Regions from separate parts of the Triticum aestivum genome. Here all the other regions are linked to region 2. A link is a contact called in public Hi-C data. All regions are on one chromosome and are shown on one strand. The core of a region is the stretch at or near the end of the contact, and the rest is flanking DNA. Distances in the headings are between cores, read along the strand shown. Region 1 holds the start of LOC123165772 (lysine histidine transporter 1). Region 2 holds the start of LOC123166203 (lysine histidine transporter 2). Region 3 holds the start of LOC123169285 (ELMO domain-containing protein A).

Region 1 (4,649 bases), core at 1,274-3,773, 480 kb before region 2:
CAATGCATATGTAGCAAGTAATTGTGCCGGATTTCACGAGACAAAAAAGCAGGAATGATCTCCCTCGGCGTCGCGGCGCTGGTTGGCTCGGGCGCGCAGGTCGCGGTGTGGACATGCGTGGATCTGGCGCCTGGAGGGCGCGCGGTGAGCGGGGTGACTGTGTCTGGTGGGCGCGCTATGGCGCGGCCTGGCTGTGCAAGGAGGTGTCGGGCATGCGCGCTAGGTGTTCGGGCGGCCCAGATCTGGCGCATGTTGTCGCGCAGCGGCACCGGTGGTCGGCGGCGGCTCCCCCTCACTTCCCCCTGACGGGATCTCATCCGCGGAGCTTTCGGCGGCGCGGCGCGCCTAGGCTCTGGTGGTAGCCCTGTTCAGCGGAGGTGGTGGTGGGCTTCAGCTTCGTCCGGTGTTGCTACTTGGGTGACAGCGGTGTCGGGCGGCGCGACTTCTCCTCCCTACCTCAGATGGGATCTCGTTCGGCGGAGCACCTGGCGGCGCGGCGCGTCCAGGCTCCCGGTGGCAGCCCTATTCGGCGGTGGTGGTAGTGGGCAGTGGCAACGTCCAGTGGAGTTGCATGTGAAGCAGCGACGCGGCGACGGGGCTCGCAGCGGGGTGTGTGCTGGCGGCGGTCGTCTGGAGCCTGGCGTAGGGTGCAGCAGGCTGGTGGGAGTTGGTGGTGCACCGGCACCGTTCGTGGCGGCGGCGTGAGCGCAACCATGGAGGCGGCGGCGCTGCGAGGCCCTACTAGGAAGGGTCCTGGCGGGCAGCGGGCGCTCGGCTGCAGCCGTGTGAGGCGCGCGGTGAGGCCTTGACGGAGTTGGTGCCGGAGAGTGGTTCGAGGTGCGGGTCAGACCGGATCGGTTGGCAGTCCCCTGGTGCGGGCGAAGGCCGTCGTGGTGGTTCTGGTCCTTGCACTGCTCGGCGGATGCTGCGGTTCTTCGTTTGTGTTGCAGGCGGTGGCTTGAGGCGTCCTCCCTCGGCAGTGAGGTTGGAGTGGTTCTCGTTGGTGTGGCTTCGATTGCATGCTGCTACAGTGACGGCGGTGCAAGGCTTCGGTCAGGGTTGGCCATGATCTTGGCGGCGTGGAGATGTGCAGCGCTACGAATGAAAATCATGTTCGCCTTTGGTCGGACCGGCGTCGATGGCATCCGTGGATGTCATTTCCCTTCCTGGAAGCGTCGCCGTGTGTGTTGCCATTTGTTTCGTTGCCCGGTGGCGGCAATTGTCTCCGGGGCGAAAGCCTTGATTCGCAGGATTGGCATGATGGCGGTGTCTTTGACGTCGTTCCTCTGTTGAGAGCATTGTGCTGGGAGACGAGAGGCCCTTTGTTGCGCTCCTCCGATGTTCGCGACTGCCCGGATCGCTCCTCTCAGGCGCTATGTACGGTCGTCGCTGGTTTATCCAAGGAAGCTGGAGTTGCTGTTCTTCGGAGATGACCGGTGTTGGTCGAGACGCGGCGAGGTTCGTGGTTTTGGGTAGGCTCATTGGCGTCGTACCTGTGTGTGTGCGTGTGTGTTGTCTGTAATGTTGCTACGCTCGTTGTTCGCAGCGAGTGGTAGATATCGTTATATGTTTGTTCTTCTCTCTTTCTATAAAGCTAAGGTACTCAATTTGGGTACTCTCGAATAAAAAATAGCGGGAATATGATTCTTGCACCGTGCTGCCTGTCATAGCTAGCGCTCCCATGGAGAAGGACAAACCCCAATGTATACATGTTTGGTCCCCCTTGTCTCATCGTTAGGGACACCAAGTACGCGTGATGGATTTAACCAAGCGTCCACAGTTTCAAAAAGAAAAAACCAAGCGTCCACGGGCACCCGCTCAAATAAATCGTTTTCTAGGAGTAGTAAAAGGAAAAGAAAAAAAAGGAAGCCGGCCCTGGCCGTGCATTTCATGGGCACGTCTCCCTCAACAGCACAGCTCGATAGAATTGTTTTGTTTAAATCCCGCGCCTACATACGCGTACAGCTGGCCATCGAACTCCCCTGCTAGCCAGCCACAGCTGTGTCTACACACACATTTGTGTGTGCTCACGCAGTCCAAATGGCGCCAGATGCACCGATGGAGGTGAAAAGAAAATGTAGACGAATCAGGTCTTTCCGATATGTTTCTTTTTTGTAAACTTACACGCTGCGCCAAATGGGGAGCCGTCGAACGTGAGTTACACGAACTGCGCTGGGCTTGGACATCACGAGGAGGAGGAGTATTTTGGATCGTCAAAAAACAAGGAGAGGAGTATCTGTCGTGTTTTGATGGACCTTGGAGCATCCCTAGCGGTCTGCCGCTTCATGTTACGAGCCCCCATCTTTCCCAAAGCCCCTGTTCCTTGGTTTTCATGTGCCATTTTCCTCAAGCTTATTTGTCTGCGTGACGAAAAAACAAGAAGTAAAACCTGCCGAGCGGAGCCTGACTCGTGTGGGCCGTAGAAGCCAGATCTGACGGCGCAGCCAGCCGCACAGAGGGCCCCGATTGCTGGGCCAGGGGGATCTTGGCAGAGTTGCTGCTGCCGCGCTGGAGTCAATGGTCAACCAGGCGCGATATCTGCGCCCGCGCGCCTCTCTGCTCTGCTCTATAAAGAAGAGACCAGTCCAACGCCTCTTTATATCTCTCTCTTTCGCTCTCTCTCTCTGCACATCCTCCTCTCGCACATCTCCCTCTCTTTACTCTCCATTGCTCAAGGCAAGGCCGGCCGGCAGAACATGGGGACGCAGGCAGCGGAGAACTTCGAACCGCCGGCCAAGGTACGTGCTCCTGCTAAGCAATCAATCTCTCTCTCCCTCTCCTCTCCCCATCTCGCTGTTAAGAAAATTACAGTCGCAAATCATCCTGTTAATCAACCAAAAGAAAGATACTACCCAGTAAAAGTTTTAGATAGATACCCAGTAAAAGTTTTAGAGAGAATCAAGAATCTGAGTTGGTGCGAGAAGCATGGAGCTAGCTTCAGAGGTGGACATGACGTGAAATGGACAAACCCGGACGAAAAGGCGGAGGCAAAAAGCGGCTTCTTGGATGCGTTTCCATGGGGGATGATTCCCTTCCGTCTCCTCGCCGGCAGCTAGTGGCACACCGACCAGCCAAAAACCCAACCGGATGGATGGCTTGGCCCCGCCGAGCCAGTTCGTAGCTACACCGGTACCCTACCAGTTCGTCTTCCGCACGTGAAAACAAAGCCCTCCTCGCACCTTCACACCCTTGATTTCTCCCTACTACTTTTTGCTTCGGCTCCCCTTTTCTCGCTCTCTCTAGAAGATGCAGCAATTAAAGTATCTATGAATCATGCCCGTCATAGGATCGGTGTGATTTGCGATGCTTTGCATTAACTGCCCAATTCTGCCTTCTCTCTCTCTCTCTTCCGTTCTCTGAAAATTAGTTCTGGCCCACTGGAGTGCCCTTGCGCTGTAATTTTGACTCGCTTAGAACAAATTTCGATTCAGAAATCACATGAAGCAAAAATAAGAATGAAAAAGTCTCTCGTTGTCTCTCTCGCATGGCCCGCTCACCTTCTCTTGACTATGAAGTATGAACGATCGCCTGTACTTTTGAGTACTTTGTCCTATGTTTCGCCTTAGCGTCCGAAACCAGGAAGAATACTCCACAATTTGTAGTTTGCAAGAATTTTCATGCCGCAATTTGCACTTGATGATCCTTGGAACCTCAAATGACGCATCAAGGGCCCCTACCTGTTTATTACCACCGTGAAATTTTACTGAGAGCCATCGCAATTTTTTTTTACTGAGAGAATATTACTGTACATGCTCAGTCAGGATAGGACTTCCCCTGTTTCGAAATTTAAGACGTTTTTGCAGTTTATAATATTTAGGAGCAGAGGGTGTATAATTTTCATAGGAATTTTGTGGGAAACCCCACACCCACCGAGAGAACGGATATTTCTCCCAGCAGAATTTTCATATTCCGACATAACATAATTATTTCAGAAGTTCCGGAAGCCACAGCCACCTTTGTACACATGGTTACACAATAACGAATTGCCTTTTTCACCTTATTTCAAAAATACAAATATAAATATATTTTTCAAGAAGGATGGTAAAACATCCGTCCCTGTATCCTGGGATGTATGCAACCAATTTAATATTAATGAAAATGCTAGACGAGTAGACAAAAGCATCGCTTACAAGTAGGTTTAGTATATTCTGTTATACTACTAGTATCACACTGCTATACATTGGAATAGCCGTTGGCATTTTGCCAGCTGCTGCCATGAGGTTGCATCACAGCTAACAAGGGGTCAAGCCAGATGAATTAGACACATAGTAATCCAGCAGATTAGCGTCACGTTCTCCAACGACAATATGTTAATTATAGATTAGATGTGTCAGGAGTAATATAACTAGGATATAGTAACAACTGGCACTGCTACTTGCAAGCTTTATTTATTTTTTATTTTTTGAGAAATCACTTGCAAGCTGCTGCCACTTGGTGTACATAAAGAGGTCCGATCTTGTTTCAACTTTCAACCACAGCTTTGAAATCACAGCCTGGTTTGATTGGCCTCTTCAGTTCAATACTACTATAAACAAGTGTGTTACCGTTGTCATGTGAACGTGCTTGATAAAATAAATAGGTTATCTTTGCCATGAGGTGGCCGTGATAATTAAGCATCTGGAGTTTGACTTTGCCGACTACTTGGCCAT
Region 2 (4,452 bases), core at 1,859-4,358:
TAGGTATTGAGATACCGACGATCGAATCTCGGGCAAGTAACATACCGATGACAAAGGGAACAACGTATGTTGCTATGCGATTTGACTGATAAAGATCTTCGTAGAATATGTGGGAGCCAATATGAGCATCCAGGTTCCGCTATTGGTTATTGACCGGAGACGTGTCTCGGGCATGTCTACATAGTTCTCGAACCCGTAGGGTCCGCACGCTTAACATTTGGTGACGATTTGTATTATGAGTTTATGTGTTTTGGTGTACCCAAGGTAGTTCGGAGTCCCGGATGAGATCGGGGACATGACGAGGAGTCTCGAAATGGTCGAGACGTAAAGATCGATATATTGAACGACTATATTCGGACATCGAAAAGGTTCCAAGTGATTCGGGTATTTTTCGGAGTACGAGAGAGTTACGGGAATTCGTATTGGGCCTTAATGGGCCATACAGGAAAGGAGAGAAAGGCCTCAAAGGGTGGCCGCACCCCTCCCCATGGACTGGTCCGAATTGGACTAGGGAGGGGGGCGCCCCCTTCCTTCCTTCTTCTTCTTCCTTCCCTTCTCCTACTCCAACAAGGAAAGGAGGAGTCCTACTCCCATCGAGAGTAGGACTCCCTCCTTGGCGCGCCCTCCTTGGCAGGCCGCCTCTCCCCCCTTGCTCCTTTATATACGGGGGCAGGGGGCATCTCTAGACACACAAGTTGATCTGTTGATCTCTCCCAGCCGTGTGCGGTGCCCCCCTCCACCATATTCCACCTCGATCATATCGTAGCGGTGCTTAGGAGAAGCCCTGCGTCGGTAGCAACATCATCACCGTCATCACGCCGTCATGCTGGCGGAACTCTCCCATGAAGCTCTGCTGGATCGGAGTCCGCGGGACGTCATCGAGCTGAACGTGTGCTGAACTCGGAGGTGCCGTATGTTCGGTACTTGGATCGGTCGGATCGTGAAGACGTACGACTACATCAACCGCGTTGTGCTAACGTTTCCGCTTTGGGTCTACGAGGGTACGTGGACAACACTCTCCCCTCTCGTTGCTATGCATCACCATGATCTTGCGTGTGCGTAGGAAATTTTTGAAATTACTGCGTTCCCCAAAAATATTGTTCTCCACATACATATCCATTAATATAATGATTTGTTGTGTAAACATAAAAGTTTGGCTATATTGTTGGCTCAGAAAAGACAAAGACAAAGTTCAGCTCAGAGAGCTCAGAGAAGACAAAGTTAACTGAATATTGACAACAAATTGGAAGATTGAACATTGACACTGAAGTCTTCATATTACTTGATAGATACATATCCATTACAACCATACAGCCAAAATAACATCATATCCATTACAACCATAGATATATATTCAGCAGAGCCACCTACTAATTTATCAACATCTCACTTCTTCATAATGAAGATGAAAGACATCACACAAAGCACCACAACACTAGCCATAAGAAGCTTTAGCACTAGCAGTATCTCTCTACCTAATCCAAGAAGCATAGCAACTTGCTACTTGGTAGCAAGGTTTTTCTCACTAGGGCTGTCAAAATTCACCCTGCGTGCAATGCCTCTTCCAGCCAAGGCCCTTCCAGCTAAGTTTCTTCCTGCCATCCACTCAGTCCTCTTCCTCTCAAGCTCTTCCCTCCTGTCCTCAGCTACACCAATTGCATCTACAGCAGCATTACCAACAAGAACCTAGTTTGAACCAGATGCTGCACATATTCCATCTCCCAGCGCCAGAAATCACAGGTGGCCTACAACCAAAGCAATGCAATGTGTGAAAATGACTGAAAAAGTTCAGTTAACATGAAAAAATGTTCAGTTAACTTAATAACTGAACTTTTGCAGTAAACTAAGTAACCAGGGCAGATTCATGGCTACTGAGCACATTCAAGACTTCTAAGCACATCATGGCTACTGAACATATATCACAGCTAGTTAACCCATCATGGCTATTGAGCACATTCAAGACTTCTAAGCACATCATGGCTACTGAACATGGCAGATTCATGAATCGAACAGAAAAAGACTGAAGCTTACATTGTCGTGGGTGCACTTGTAGAAAACCCAGCCATCGTGCTCATCGGTGCTAGAGCGGTAGCACTTGACAGGTTCGCCACAATCGGGGCATCCGACCAATGGCACCTCAACAGACCAGAGCGCAGACCGGAGCGGGAGGATCCCGCAGATGACATGTCGTCGACGAGAGGTGGCAGTAGATCCAGGCGGTGGTGGCTGCGGCGTCGGCGGCGGAGACGGCGACTAGGGTTCGAGACGGGAGAGGAGAGGGGAGAGGTGTGGTGGGTGTGGAGAGGTGCGGTGCAGTGCGGTCGGTCCGACCAGGTGTAACGGCCAGGTGAGGCGCGGTCCGACCAGGCAGGGGGACGAACGTAAATTCGACGATTTTGCAAAAAAAAAACCCGCATTCCCCGGAATCGATCGGACCAGGGCGTCTGGTGGTGAGCTGGCGGTCAAAGCCCGCGTGGACGTGCCAGTCAACCGCCAAATCAGCACGTACGTAGAGGAAAACGTATTTTGGACCGTAGATGACCACCTGGGACAAATTGTAGGACTGTATTTTGGGTATTTGTAAGTACGAGGACAAATGCGGCCGACGCGACGAGTATGAGGACATGTAGTGAATTTTTCTCTTTCCTTTTCGACCCATTTGGCACGTGAACATGGGTACATAGGAGTACATAAATTTGGCAAGCCTTCAACTTGGTGTGGCTGTCAACACGGCCAAGCGCAGAGGTACATTTACGCCGCGACGGGATCTAAATTACGATAGAAAGAATCGTGTCCACTTGAGTAAGAAAAAGAAATTTCACGTGCACAGGCTTGGAAAGAGAATTGAATAGTCCGTACATCACGTTCTGCGACCCGGAGTGGCGCCAGCCCCGCGACGTGGCCTCATCGCAGCCGTCGAGAGAGTCAGGATCGGACGAGCAGCGTCCCGCCCGCTTCGCAGAGGAAGGAACGACACACGGACGCGGGTGCCACAACAAACTCCCCGGGATGTGCCGCTGGAACACCGGATCCGCTGCATCGGTGGAGTCAACGGTCCACCCAACGATATTCCAGTTGTTGTTTTTCTCTAGGCCAGGCTACAGAAGAAGGAAAACAAACTCATAACTAACCCAGCGGGATACGTGCTCCTCGATCGCTCACAGTGCATACGGCGCCCCCGCCTGAATCTCCCTCTATAAAAACCACCACGACTCGGCCTCCTCCATACCTGGCTGCGAGCTGCATCTCAATCTCCATCTCCTTCTTTCTCTCCACCTTCTCCTTTGTGTGACTCCGGCCATTGGTGAAGGGAAGCTCCGAGCCGCCGGAAGGGAAGCCAGGCGCCATGGGGACGCAGGCCTCGCCGGACTACACGCCGCCCAAGGTCAAATCTCTCTCTCTCTCTCTCTCTCTCTCTCTCTCTCTCTGCGCTGCGTCTGTTTGTTATGATCTGTTTTAGTTCGCAATGTTATGTCTCTGCATCCACGAACGAAACAATCCATCCATCTTGTTCAAACTCTGTTTCTTGTATCTGGTTTCTTGAGTGGGAGAGAGAAAGAGAGAGGTGTGAAAGAGCGCAAAACAAAAGGTTGGGGGTTTTCGAGTTCCGAAAAGCGGGGAGCGAAATCGACAGGCGCAAAAAGGACAAAAGGAAAACGCTGTTTTCTTTCTTTTTGCGTGGAGGATTCTCTTCTCCCGGCATGTAGCACCGGTTCATCTTCTTCATGTGAAATCCTTTTCTTGGGGGGAAGAACCCGTGTGAAACTGTGGTGGTGTCTAATATCCAATCTCATCTTCTTGGTGCTTTTGGACTAGTACCTTTTGGTTTCTTTTCCTACAAAAGATCAAGAAGAGAAAAGAACGTGTGTACTTAAGTATCAGCTTCATATGATCGGTGTGAGTCCGGATGCTTTGCCTTAACTGCGGAATTTTTACCTTTTTCCTTTAAATTAATCATCCAGTCGAAACAGTGTTCCCTCGCTGTCTTTCCAGCTGTTCTTTTAATTTACAATTATCATCATCCAGTCTGTTTTTACATTATATATATACCTCTATAATTACGTTGTGTTTCTTGTTTCAAATATATATATATATATATATATATATATATATATGGAAAAGAGTACGTAGGAGTATGTTCCACATATTCTTTTCAGAAAAATATATTGAAAGAAATAAGATAGTCTCCAATCTTTTTGCTGCTTCTGTCGCATGGTCCACCTTGTACTTGGACTAACGAGTATGAAAGGTCTTCATTTGTACTTTCAGTCCAGCCTTGTTTTTCTTTCCAAGGCCAGAAATAGCTCACACTTGGCTATACAGAAAAAAAAATCACACTCTTTAAACTCTCCATTAACTAGTTTCCTTTTTACTATTATTTTTGCGGTGGACTACTTACCATTTTAATATAGTTGCATATCCATATCTCGGTGTTAATTGCTACCATCCGAT
Region 3 (4,355 bases), core at 1-2,500, 380 kb before region 2:
GTAACAAATTTGCCTCGTCGATTAATTAAGAAGAAGAGAATTGCCCAGTTAGTTAACAGAAAACCAGTTGAAAACGGATACATATAAACCTCATGCGGACTACTCGCTAAGAAAGAAAGTCCATGACAGCTGAACCCCTTCTACGGGACTGCACGCATCTCTGAAGAACTTGGTTATTATGATGTTTACTGTGCTTTGTTCATACTTTTTTTTGACAATGTGACATAAAATTGTTGCTTATGTATTTTATTGTGGCTAAAAAATAACATGTTTGTAAAATTAGATTGATTGTCAGATGATATTAGATAATCATGTATTTTTCATGTACTATTGCTGCGCTAAAAATTATTTGGCTCCCGTAGCAATGCACAAGCAATGACCTTGTTCAATAAACACGAGCATGAAGTAGGATTTTATCTCTATCATGAGGGCTTGAACCTGGATAAACCCTCTCCTGCTTCCCCTCCGATCTACTCGCTTAGCCGTAATACCCCATTGAGGGATCTGTCAAAAATACTCTGGCAGTGGTTATGCATAAGAAAACAATGCATCCATTCGAGAGTAAACTTGGTTAAGCTTAACATGATAGTTCTAAATTTCTAACAGGGCCGTCAAGCAGCTAATGGAAAAAATAACACCAATTCTATTCAAACAAATGAGCCCTCTTGATCTAGATGATTATAAACACAAATGTGTAGACGGTTGGAGATGCAAGGCTTGGGACTACAATATATTTGTTATGCCCAGTTTCTTTCGTCACTTCATCCCTAGATGCCTAAATTCTGGCTTCGCCCCTCGTAGGCTCAAAATTTCTTAACACGTGCATGCAGAGAAAAACACCTATTTACACCTCAACTCAAGTATTGACACCGAAGGTGTATTTTATAAATGAACTAAGGGTCACTCAGATGGTTAGGTTTCTTATGTTGTTGTATTTTTATGAATTTATTTCAGGCCTTCCGCTAATGTGTGTTCAGTAGGAGAAGATGTTCCTGTTGACCATGAAGGCGTTTGTGATGATTTCGTCAATCTCAAGATGATGTCTCCTCTTAGTATTTTGAAGGTGTTCTAGCGTGAGTTTATGTGTGTATGTATGAGCATATGTGTTTGTACTGTGTTAAATAAAATGAAGGTGTAATTTACAAGTTGTGGCAAAGTGGCTATAGGATAAGTTGAGCATCGCCTGTGTATTTGCATCTATTTAAATCGTGGCGCTGCAGTCTGCGTCCGTTTAGATGGCGACAAGGCACAAGGCGACGTGCTCCTCCGCGGAACGGCCAGCTACACGACGCCCGCCGCTCCCTGTGCCGCCCGCCTGCGTCCGTCGCCCCGCTCTCTCATTATTTCTCTTTCCCAAGTTCCCTCTGTGCATACATCGCCCGTCTCCCCTCCCTTCTCAGCGACAACGCCGCCGCCGCCGCCGCCGCGTCTGCTGCAAGAAAGAACCAGCAGCAGCAAGTCGGCGACACGTTGCAGTCGTGCTTGGCTTGCGAGATCAATAGTCTGCTGGTCAGGAGAGGAGAATGGAGGCGGCCACAACGCCGGCGGCAGCGGAGACGCAGCACCGCCACGGCGGATGCTTGTCTGTCAGGACGTTCATGCCGCCCGGGCCGGTGGCGCGATGCTCCGGTGGCTCCTCTCAGGCAGCTGGATCTCCCGGTAAGATTCATTTCCTTCCTTCACTCATTTGCTTATTTATTTAATTTTGCCTGTTTGCAATGTTTGGTGCCTGCGTCTGCGTGTAGTTTTAGCTGTTCTTTTTTGCATTATATAGGAACCTCTTCTGCCATTTCTTCTTGTTCCTGAAACAAGGACTATTCCTCGCTTTTTCGAATATTGCGCTGTGGTTGCTGCTACTGAATCGCTGATGCTAGTTTCTTTCCTCTGTTGTTAGATGTGTGTGTTCTTACCTTTCTCTCACTCTGCCGGTGGTGTAATCCTGCATCACAGTTTCTATGGTACCTTGTCCCGTCTACCATTTTCAACGTCTTGATAAGCATTGATGTGTGTTTATATTTTTGTCATGTCACTGTGATGTGCATGCCAATCGATGTCGCCTCAATCTTTTATGTTCAGTACGCGCAGCAAAAGTCAGCATTGCAGGTCCCTAGAGAAATCGTACTGAAAGAACTGCTACTCGCTTGCGCATTTGGGAGAATGTCGTCGCTCAATCATGGTTCTTAACTTCTTATCCTCCCCACTCACGGTGTACTCAGCTTCCCTTTTTTTTTTGCGGGAAGGTGTACTGAGCTTCCAATCTTATGTCTCTGTCATTGCATCGTCCACACCAATGAAGAAATTATTGCAGTGTTTTTTTTTTCACATTCATTGTTCTCGCGATCTCCGTCTTGGCGTTAGCAGTTTGTTGACCAAATGTTTTTAGGCGAAAGATCTGATTTCTTCAATGAAATCTTGCAATGCTAGATTAATTAATTACCTACTTCTATAAAAGTTATTACCTGTTATAGTCTCGTGACAACACCTAGCGTATTAGTTTTTGTAGGAACTTTAAAGCCGTCAGACTTACTTTGTATGCTCCTCTCCACTCTTTTCATGCTAATTCGGTACATATGCCCCCTTGTTGCGGCTCTTTGGTTCTAAGATTACATATGACTTGACCACATCAATCAATTGTGATTGCACATCCACAAAAAATGTTTGTCCATTACTTGAACAGTATGGTATGCTAACAGTTGCTTGCGCTTTTGGGATGCTTAGTTTCAGTCAGGTTCACACATAAAGTAATCGTGGTGCGCGGCTGATTTGGTAGGAAATCTCAACCTTGATTGCCCATTCCACAGTTTCTCGATCAATCAGAGAGCGTTTGGTGAGAAATTATAGGGGGTCTTGGTGTTGGGGTGTATCTCAGATTATAAACATGTAGCACAATGTGAGGGGCAGTATAAGTTAGGTAGACTACAAAAATATTTTCCTTGTCTGATCTTATCATAATGGATACATTAGCTTATAAGAAACACAAGCTAGTATTTAAGATTCCCTGCAAAAAATATACTCCCTCTGTAAAGTACTATCTCTGTTCACTTATATAAGACGTTTTAGACATTCAGACACTGTTCAAAATAGTACAAAGCAAGCTGTCTGAAACGTCTTATAAAAACAAACGGAGGGAGTAATAAAAGGTCTTATATTACTTTACAGAGGTAGCAGTATTTAAGATAGAATAGACCACAAAGGTTCGTCAGCGTGTCTTTTGCCTTGATAGCTAACTTTGTTTTTGTGTTGCTCCAGCATGCACATGACAATTACGAAGTATGTATTTATTAGTCATTTTGCATTGGTTATTATGAAAATTATTTCTAAGTACTCCCTCCGTCCCAAAATAAGTGTCATGGTTTTAGTTACCACGACACTTATTTTGGGACGGAGGGAGTATTATAAAAATTCTTTATTTCGATAGTTTGATGTTGAGTGTTTATTAATGGAATGTGCCTGTTCTTGTGCAGATGAGGCGTCATGTGGATCACCAAGATGGATAGGGAAAAGTCTCTCTTGTGTATGCATCAAAAGGAAAGGGGCATATGAGCGAATATGCGTGAACCTTACACCGGTGCAGGTTTGTTATATCAGAACGTTGCAAAGATTTGTTAACAGTTTTTTGCTTTTGGGGTCAAGAAATCCACTGATCGTTGAATTTACCAGTATTTAAGATAGCAAATACCACAACATGTTCATCAACGTGTCTTTAGCCTTGATAGCTAACCTTGATTTTGTGTCTTTAGCCTCTCCCCATGTGCAACGAGTTTTAGGTAGCCTAGTCTGTGACCTTCCATGCACAATCAAACTCTGCGGGATAGACATGACAATTTAAGTGGACAAGTCATAGTTCTCTTCATAAGATTTTTATCTTCGAATGTGTTAACTTGAATGGCCCAATTCAGAGAACTATAGAGAACTATTTAGCTGTATAAGACACAAACTAGCTAACTGTTTTTGGCCGGCCATTTACAGGAACAAAGGCTTCAGAGGTTGAGGCACCGCATGAAGGTTTATTTTGATCACTCAAGGCGAGATCATCAGGTAACTATATCTACTACTAAATGTAGAAGTCTTGACTATTTTAATCCACACTTCTAATTTTTAAGACCATCCTAACTGATATATTTATAATACTAGCTAACTGCACATGTGTTGCAACGAGGACATACATATTCTAGTGGTTCAGCATCAATCTTGTCTGACATATACCTTACACCCACCATATTCTAGATTTCTGTAAGATTTAATTTGATTTAAGTATGGGTAAGGGAAGGCAAGGAAAGTTTTGATTGAGTTAAGATTTTGGTAAAGATTTGATTTGATTTGGGTATGGGTAGGGGAAGACAAGAAAAGTTGTG

What was found. A called contact is a pair of places that touch in the nucleus more often than the background predicts.
Region 1: a contact with region 2 is called in a Hi-C map of leaf, with 6 times the contacts expected there. The contact joins the promoter of LOC123165772 here to the promoter of LOC123166203 in region 2. A contact is called at or near these places in 3 of 5 Hi-C or Micro-C datasets (all in leaf).
Region 3: a contact with region 2 is called in a Hi-C map of leaf, with 3 times the contacts expected there. The contact joins the promoter of LOC123169285 here to the promoter of LOC123166203 in region 2. A contact is called at or near these places in 3 of 5 Hi-C or Micro-C datasets (all in leaf).

Annotation. Positions count from the first base shown.
Region 1 is chr7D:394,780,563-394,785,211 of IWGSC CS RefSeq v2.1, reverse strand. LOC123165772 (lysine histidine transporter 1) reads left to right here and starts at 2,523. Exons shown (of 6, transcript XM_044583499.1): 1 at 2,523-2,738. The coding sequence starts at 2,697.
Region 2 is chr7D:394,302,026-394,306,477 of IWGSC CS RefSeq v2.1, reverse strand. It overlaps LOC123166203 (lysine histidine transporter 2), which reads left to right and starts at 3,108. Exons shown (of 8, transcript XM_044583969.1): 1 at 3,108-3,385. The coding sequence starts at 3,347.
Region 3 is chr7D:394,675,744-394,680,098 of IWGSC CS RefSeq v2.1, reverse strand. LOC123169285 (ELMO domain-containing protein A) reads left to right here and starts at 1,250. Exons shown (of 9, transcript XM_044587124.1): 1 at 1,250-1,659; 2 at 3,465-3,574; 3 at 3,970-4,038. The coding sequence starts at 1,524.